2 separate regions of the Mus musculus genome follow, and region 1 is linked to region 2. Evidence: chromatin contacts called from public Hi-C data. All regions are on one chromosome and are shown on one strand. Each heading gives the region's core, a stretch centred on a gene start, on an enhancer-like site or on the middle of the called end of the contact. The rest is flanking DNA. Distances are from core to core; before and after follow the strand shown. Region 1 holds the start of Rps12 (ribosomal protein S12). Region 2 holds the start of Fbxo5 (F-box protein 5).

The links. Hi-C and Micro-C count contacts between places; a contact is called where the count stands out from the background.
Region 1: a contact with region 2 is called in a Hi-C map of CD4 T cells, with 6 times the contacts expected there. The contact joins the promoter of Rps12 here to the promoter of Fbxo5 in region 2.

Annotation. Positions count from the first base shown.
Region 1 is chr10:23,785,862-23,789,270 of GRCm38.p6, forward strand. Rps12 (ribosomal protein S12) reads right to left here and starts at 1,348. Exons shown (of 6, transcript NM_011295.6): 1 at 1,295-1,348; 2 at 1,133-1,183; 3 at 903-1,019; 4 at 41-143. The coding sequence starts at 1,146. It overlaps LOC115487513 (a small nucleolar RNA gene), which reads right to left and starts at 682; the gene lies at 609-682.
Region 2 is chr10:5,803,945-5,807,669 of GRCm38.p6, forward strand. It overlaps Fbxo5 (F-box protein 5), which reads right to left and starts at 1,521. Exons shown (of 5, transcript NM_025995.2): 1 at 1,315-1,521. The coding sequence starts at 1,393.

The DNA.
Region 1 (3,409 bases), core at 98-2,597, about 18 Mb after region 2:
CTGGTGCCTGTGGCTCAACACCATTATCACTAAGGCTTACCTTTATCAGGTTGATTTGGTGCTCAGCACAAAGTGCCTCCACCAGCTTGACATACATGGGCTCATCACAGTTGGATGCGAGCACACACAGATGGGCTTGGCGCCTAAAATGCAAAACTCAAAGGTGAAACCTTCAAGGGTCTTCACTGTGCTAGTAAACCTGACCACACAGGATTTACTGTACCAAACTGCAGACTAGCCATTCACTTTCCCTGTACAAACTTAGATACCAATACCACACATTATAATAGGAAACCTATTTATGGCCAAAGGAAACTATGACCACTTTCAGGGTATTTCCAACTTGAAAGCTGATCCAAAGCAGTCCTGTGCAGGAAGCACTGTAAATATTCACAACAGCATCCAAAATCACCTGACTTTACCTCAAACAGTAGAATACACGTGCATAAGCCTAATAAACCATGCATGTTCTCAAGTCTCCCGGATATAGCTAGATTTCCCCGACACCACAATATTGTCGTTTAAGTATTTGCAAACTAAATAATGATGCCCCCCCCTTTTCCATCTTCTAGCAAAACTACCGGACTATCTATCCCCACGAGCTACAGGTTTGTCAGACTAGCTGTTTCTCACCCATGAACGGGGTGAAGGGGTATCCGACAATTCAAGTCATCATGCAAACACTGTAGCTTTACAAAACTACTGCTCGTCATCCCCGATCCACACAGCAACCCACACATCCTAAGTGGGCTAGAGTTGATACCTTTTCCTAGGTTTCCTGCTGGCCGGATGACATTCAGAACTTTTGTGCTAACAGCATGAACTTCACGCTCTCTTCCCTTGGCTGCTGCAGTCTTTGTTCCGGCTGCAACACCCCACAGTATTGAGACTGAGACACGTACTTGTCTAAGGCTTTGGCAGCTTCGCGTATGCCACGTGCTAGGCCATCGTGGATGAGGGCGGTCTTCAGCACCTCTTGTAGAGCAGTGTTGACGTCCATTACACCTCCAGCAGCTATGCTGGAATGCAGACAGAGACGTTAGGACCCTCGGCAGGCTAGGGATGGGGAACTAGCATGGAGAAAAGCCCAGACCAGCGCCGCCCGCGGGAGGCCCACGCCCCACTCGCTCACCCTTCCTCGGCCATGGCGGTGAATCACGGGTGACGCCGAATCTTGAACGCACTGAAAGACAAAACATCAGTAAATCGCCCGTTAAGACCCAAGTACTTCACTTTTGAAGCCAAGGCGCAGTAGACACGCTATCGCCGGCGCACGAGCTGGGATCACACTCACCCCGAGCTTCCGCCTCCGCGCAAGTCGGCGGCGGCAGGGGAAAAGGCCGGCGGTGGCCGCATGACGGTATTTAAGCGCTCCGCTCGACTTCTGTGCGCATGTGCAACTCCTCCCACTAAAGAGGTGGCTCCGGTGGTGCCGTGCCTTAGGAGTTTCCACTTCCGCCTTTAGGAGCGTCCGTGGTAAGAACGCGGCTGGATTTCTAGCAGGCATCGCAGCGGGCAGCCTTTGCCCAGGGGGCGTGGACCACAGAGGTCCCACGATCCGCTCCTACGGAACACGAGAGGAGCCAAACTACTGCCGTTTTCTTCGCTGCTGAATTACTTTGTTTTAAGCAGTTTTTCCACGTCTTATCGTGAAGTTTCCTGTTGCCAATACTGGCCGATTAGGCTGAGTGTGTCCACATTTTGGTCCTTTGGTTTTTAGCCTCTCTGAGTGGCTGTGATTTGTGTATGATCACAAACCCCACTGCTTTGCAACGTGTTTAAGCAGACCTTGCGGCCAGGTCAGATCCCGGTCTGAATGCAACCGGTTCTGAATGAACATTTAGGTAATGACCCTAGTTTTTTTCCCGAGTCGCAGCTTCGCAGACACTGGATCCCTGAGGTACATGTTAAACTCTCACTGTGGATCTGTCACTAAATTCCACCGAGGATTCGGCTACCAGGAGTGGAACTCCAGAATCTTAAAGCCAGTTCCCGCCTACGCCGACAAATGCATTTTAATTTCGAAGGAATCACTCGCTCTTCTACTTCCAAAGCAAATACACAAGACATCTCTCTCAGAAGATATCCCCGAAGCCAACCAGAGCTTCTGATGGCCAACCTGGTGGATACAGTGATCATTGTCGGGCTCATGAATTTCATGAGGATATAAGAAAGTTGATGGAAGTTTTAGCTTTTCCAATAAACGTTTGGGTTTCACCCCTAAAGCCTCATGCTTGCTTCCTTACCCCTGCAATTCAAAAAAGTATTTAATAGGTGGTTAGTTTCTGTGGGCGTATTTCTGCCAGTGTCTATGGTGCTGTTTTAAAGATGAGAGACGGCGGACACTTAAAAGTCTGCATTTTAAAAGATAAAGCTAGTATTTTAGCCAAAGAGTAACATACCAGAATGCCACGGTGCTGGGGAGTGGAGATGATGTGGGAACGCAGGGGATTTGGAGTTTATGGCAGCATTTAAAAGAGGTTTTAACTAGAGTTCCAGCCAGGTAAGTGCAGGAAGAATATTCAGACAGGAAGAGAGAGCAGGAAGGCACACGTGCCTTTTGGCTGTTTTGGAAGTGATTTTGAAACATTACACAGTCGGAAAAGAATGTGGTTAAGTAGAGTTTAAGTAGTTTCCTTAGTATAAGGCTATTAAAAGTTAATGTGTCAAACCATACATAAGTTGCAAGACTTTCATCCCAGCACCTGAGAAGCAGAGGCAGGTGGATAGCTGTGAGTTCCAGGCTACCAGGAAGACAATGTCTAAAGCAAAAAAAGGAAAACATTTAAGTGTTAAGCATATTAGAGTTCTCTTCCCGGAAGAAAAGTCTCACAGAAGAGACTAGATGGTAAAATTGGAAAATAACTACTGCATTTAAATACTAAGAAGAAACAGCTGAGTCCTTTCAGCTTGGTGCCTAAGTTTTAGTGCTGCTTCCAACACAGTAGCAACCAGCTCAGACTCTCCACACCTTTGATGTCAGCTCTCTGTCCTAATAGTCCACCCTAATGAATGCCTTTCTGTCAGCAGTAAGCACCCCCTTTTAACAACTGGAGCCCCTCCCCCCTTAAATCTTGATTGTGTAATAATTTTAATACCCAAAGGGAAGTTATTTTCCATGTGATGAGGATTTTTGTTTTAGATAAAGATTCTCTTATTTCACACACTCTTTAAGAGTAGCCTCTCAATTTTAGGTCTTGGCAAAGGTGGCGGAAAATTCATATAGTGGTTAGTGGCTCTTACCCAGTACATTCTAGCAGTCACATAATATATACAAATATGAGCTAGAAAGTGTACATACAAACCAGTGGGGCGTGGCCCTTCCTGGCAGATAGCTGTACCTGAGCCATCCCCAAGATGGAGACCAGGAACACAATAAGGGCCTAACTCCAGGGATCTGCTTCACATA
Region 2 (3,725 bases), core at 271-2,770:
AAGGTCAAACACCATCCCTTCTTTGTGCAAGGGTGAGGAAAGGTGATTGAAAGTATAAGCCAAGAGAAAACCTTTAAGTCTACTTTGAAAAATATTTAAATGTTCTAATTATTTTTTAAGGTTTCTTCAAGGCTGTAAACCCAGTGGGGGAGGGGAGTTGGGGGCAGCAAGCATTTCCTGAGGAGGAAAGCTGAGCAAAAGAATCCCTTCGTAAACCATTAAATTTCTTATTTTCTAACGGAGACTCGGGTACTCTTTTACAGACACATTCTGCTAAGCTAGTACTTTCTTCTCTTCAAGACTTAATTCCTTTTCTGATGAAGAAAGATTATTGAGGATATATATATATATATAGAGAGAGAGAGAGAGAGAATGAATTACCTCTTCCTTCAGTTGGAAATTTTCTACGATAGAACCGATGCATCTTTCATTGAGATGCCAAGAAAGATAAAAAATTAATAAGAAAATAAACAATTGATTCTCTCTGCTCACCTAAACGTTGGAAAAAGTGACCATTAATTCTTCAAAACACCCGAAAATTAAACAATCCCTCCTCGATTCTTTCATCAGCTAAACACTACAGGCAAACTCACCGTTTTGGAGGAAAAAGGGCGCTTTTTAAAAGGCCCTGCTGACTCCAGGCCTTGAGACTTACTGAGAAGCAGCAAAACAGGGGAGGAAAAAAAAAACTTTTTCCATTTGGTACAGTGGGCAGGCGGGGGCTGGGGGGTCCTTTACATTTGGCGGGAGCTGAGAAGGAGCCCCTAGAAATGCTGAGGGGGTCGGTGGTGGGAGGTGCCCCGAGGGCGCGGTGCACGAGGGAAGGCGGGAGATAAGCGCGGAGCTCAATCTCCCGCGCTCTCCAGCCAGGGCTCTGAGGGCAAAAAGTTACGGAGACTGAGTATGGATGTGAGATAGATGAGTTGTGAAATGGGGGGCGTAGAGGCTAGAGATGGGGCCATCTGGCCAGCTTGGAGTCCCACAGTCCTGTCACAGCTCGAGCATGAGTTGAGGAGGGGAGAGGAGGGGGCATTTGGCGCCCAGGCAGGGGGTGGGGTGGAATGCGGCGCGCAGAAGCCACTACCTTGCACGTCCCCAGTGCAGGGTCTCGGGGTGGGATGGAATAGTAGGACCCCGTACAAGGCCGACCACATCTGTCCCACTCTGCACCAGCCACCCTTGCTCCGCGCCTTCCTCCCAGTCCCGGGCCCAAATAGGTCGCCTGAGGCCCGGAACACCGTGATCTGCAAGCACCCAGTTTCTGAGGCTGCCGCCACAGAGAAAGGATTCCCACGATGCCCGCCTCACACTCACCGTCCACGGTAGTCCGCGCGCCAAGACGGCAGGGACAGGAGGACGGCCGGCGCAGGTCACTGCAGGTGCGCCGGCTCATGCCGCAAAACTCGGGCTCCAATGCTGGGGAGGTGGCGGCGACGACAGGAAAAAGGTGGCCGGCCAGACGAGGCGCCGAGCCGCAGCTCTTAAAAGGCGCCAGCTGGTACTTTTAAAATCTTTGAATTTGGTGCCCAAATCAGAACAGACCAATGGGGCGCGGCGTTTGCACAAGCGTGCCAATAGGCAGGCGGCATGAGAGGACGCCCTCGCTCGCCCAATAGGAGGGCGCGGGGGCGGAGCCAGCCCTGGAGCCTGGGCTCCTCCCACACGCCCAGATCCTCGCCTCCCCAAAGTTGCTGATGGAGCTGGCAAGCACGCCCATGTAGGCGTGGCCTGTGAAGGCGGCTGGTCCTCTGCGCAAACCCGCCATGCTGCCCTCTCCCCGCACCCCCCCTCCGTTATCCCGCGAACCGGCTTCTCCAGAGTCCTCATGTCCTGGGGACAGCTCCGACTTCTGCCTGAAAGTCTGTGATGGACACAGGCGGGCCCCCAGTCTTCCTCCATCGTCTGTTACGAGCGAGTTTGCAGAGCTGCAAACCCGCCACTCTGAGTGCACACCTTCCGGAAAACAAGCCCTTCCCCTGGCTCCGGACCCGCCTCTCTAGGATTTAGGCGCGCTCTACTCTCCCTCCTAAATTGGCTCCACCCCCTGCCTGGAGCTCCTGCGCTTGCGTATTGCGCGGCCGCCACTACGGAGTTGGCGGGTTGGCGCTTGCGCGCGAGGAGCCTGGCGGTTCCCTCCGGGCGGGGCGGACTAGCTGGGGGGGACATGTGACCGGAGAACCGCCCTTGCCCTGGGGATGGCGCGCAGCAGGACCCCGGCGTCCCTTTGCTTGGCGCCTTCCGAAGGCTGAGGGCGCGGCCTAACTTAGATCTGGCCATTGCATTCTTTTTTTCTTTTTTTTGGGTTGGGGGCGGGGGGGCCGGTTCGAGACAGGGTTTCTCTGTATAGCCCTGCTTTGGCCATTGCATTCTTTTGGGTTTTCAACCACCACGAATTCTTAAAAGTGTTAATTTGTATTTTATTTTATGTGTTCTTAACCTTCGTTGGCTAGGCTCGACAGCCGACCTGTTCCCCTAAATAAGTCAGACTCCCGTCTCTTTGGGGTGGAGCGCCCTGGCTGCGTGGATATTTTTATATCAAAGGCGAGAGTGAAAGTATTATTAAGTCTGATGGTGAGCTATAGTGCACCACTAATGATGCTGGGCATGCACGTCTTGAATTTATTTCTAAGTGGTGACAATACACTTAACTTCTTTTCAGACTACAGAGCAGTAAAGCTACAGGATATGCCATTTCCCTCTTGCTTTTCTGCAAGAGCATATGACTTTCTGTTAGTGTTCCATGCAGCTCCTGTGTAAAGCGGGACCAAGATTGGACTGAGTCATACAAACGTTGGGTGGATCCAGTTTTTATCAAATTCTTTTTGTTTATCCCTAGTTTTCTGGCATTTTCACGTTTGGAGTGTTGCAAAAAAAATAGTGATGTAGGTGGTGTTGCTTACCAAAATCTTGACCGCTATTTCTGTTTTGTACCTGAGAACTTTGCCTCTAAGTAAAAAGGCTGAAAAGACACGAGCCCTGTCTTTAAGGAAGTTTATATCCTAATGAGAAGGAATTTGGCAATCAAAATTTTCAGTAAATGAAAGATACTAAACTACGTGTTAAAAGAACTGTTAATAGAGACATAGGTTGAGAATCTTGAATGGTCAGTTAAGTTTGACACTTTGAACTGTATTGACCTCACAAAGAACTACATTAAAAAAAGTGCCTAGAGCTCAAGCAAGGGGGACAGGGGTGTGTGTGTGTGTGTGTGTGTGTGTGTGTGTGTGTGTGTGTGTGTGTTTGCATCCGGAAAAGTCAGAAGCTAGATCATGTGGTATTTGTAGATTGTAAGAACTTTAGTTGGAGTCTTGCTGAATGGATATTAAAATGCTACGTGGTCGGGCATGGTGGCACACACACACACACACACACACACACACACAGGAGCCAGAAAACCTAGTTCCCCAGCAGAGAGAGTTACACAGAGAAACCCTGTCTCAAAAAACAAAACAAAACAAAACAAAAAAAATTGTCTCAAATAATTTTAAATGCTGTACCAGGGAGATCTTTGTGCATGCGAAATATACTTCCTAATGTGAAATAACACTAGATGCAGACCATTGGTGTGTACAATAATGGATTTGGCTTTTAGAGGCAGTGGGAACCTGTCACAGTGCTGAGGAATGACAAGAAAAAGCTTACTATTAGCTTGCCATTCTTAAATATCTTAGCAATATTTTCACTTTATACGATTGTGCTTAGAAGTCTAAGATCTTACTGTGGTT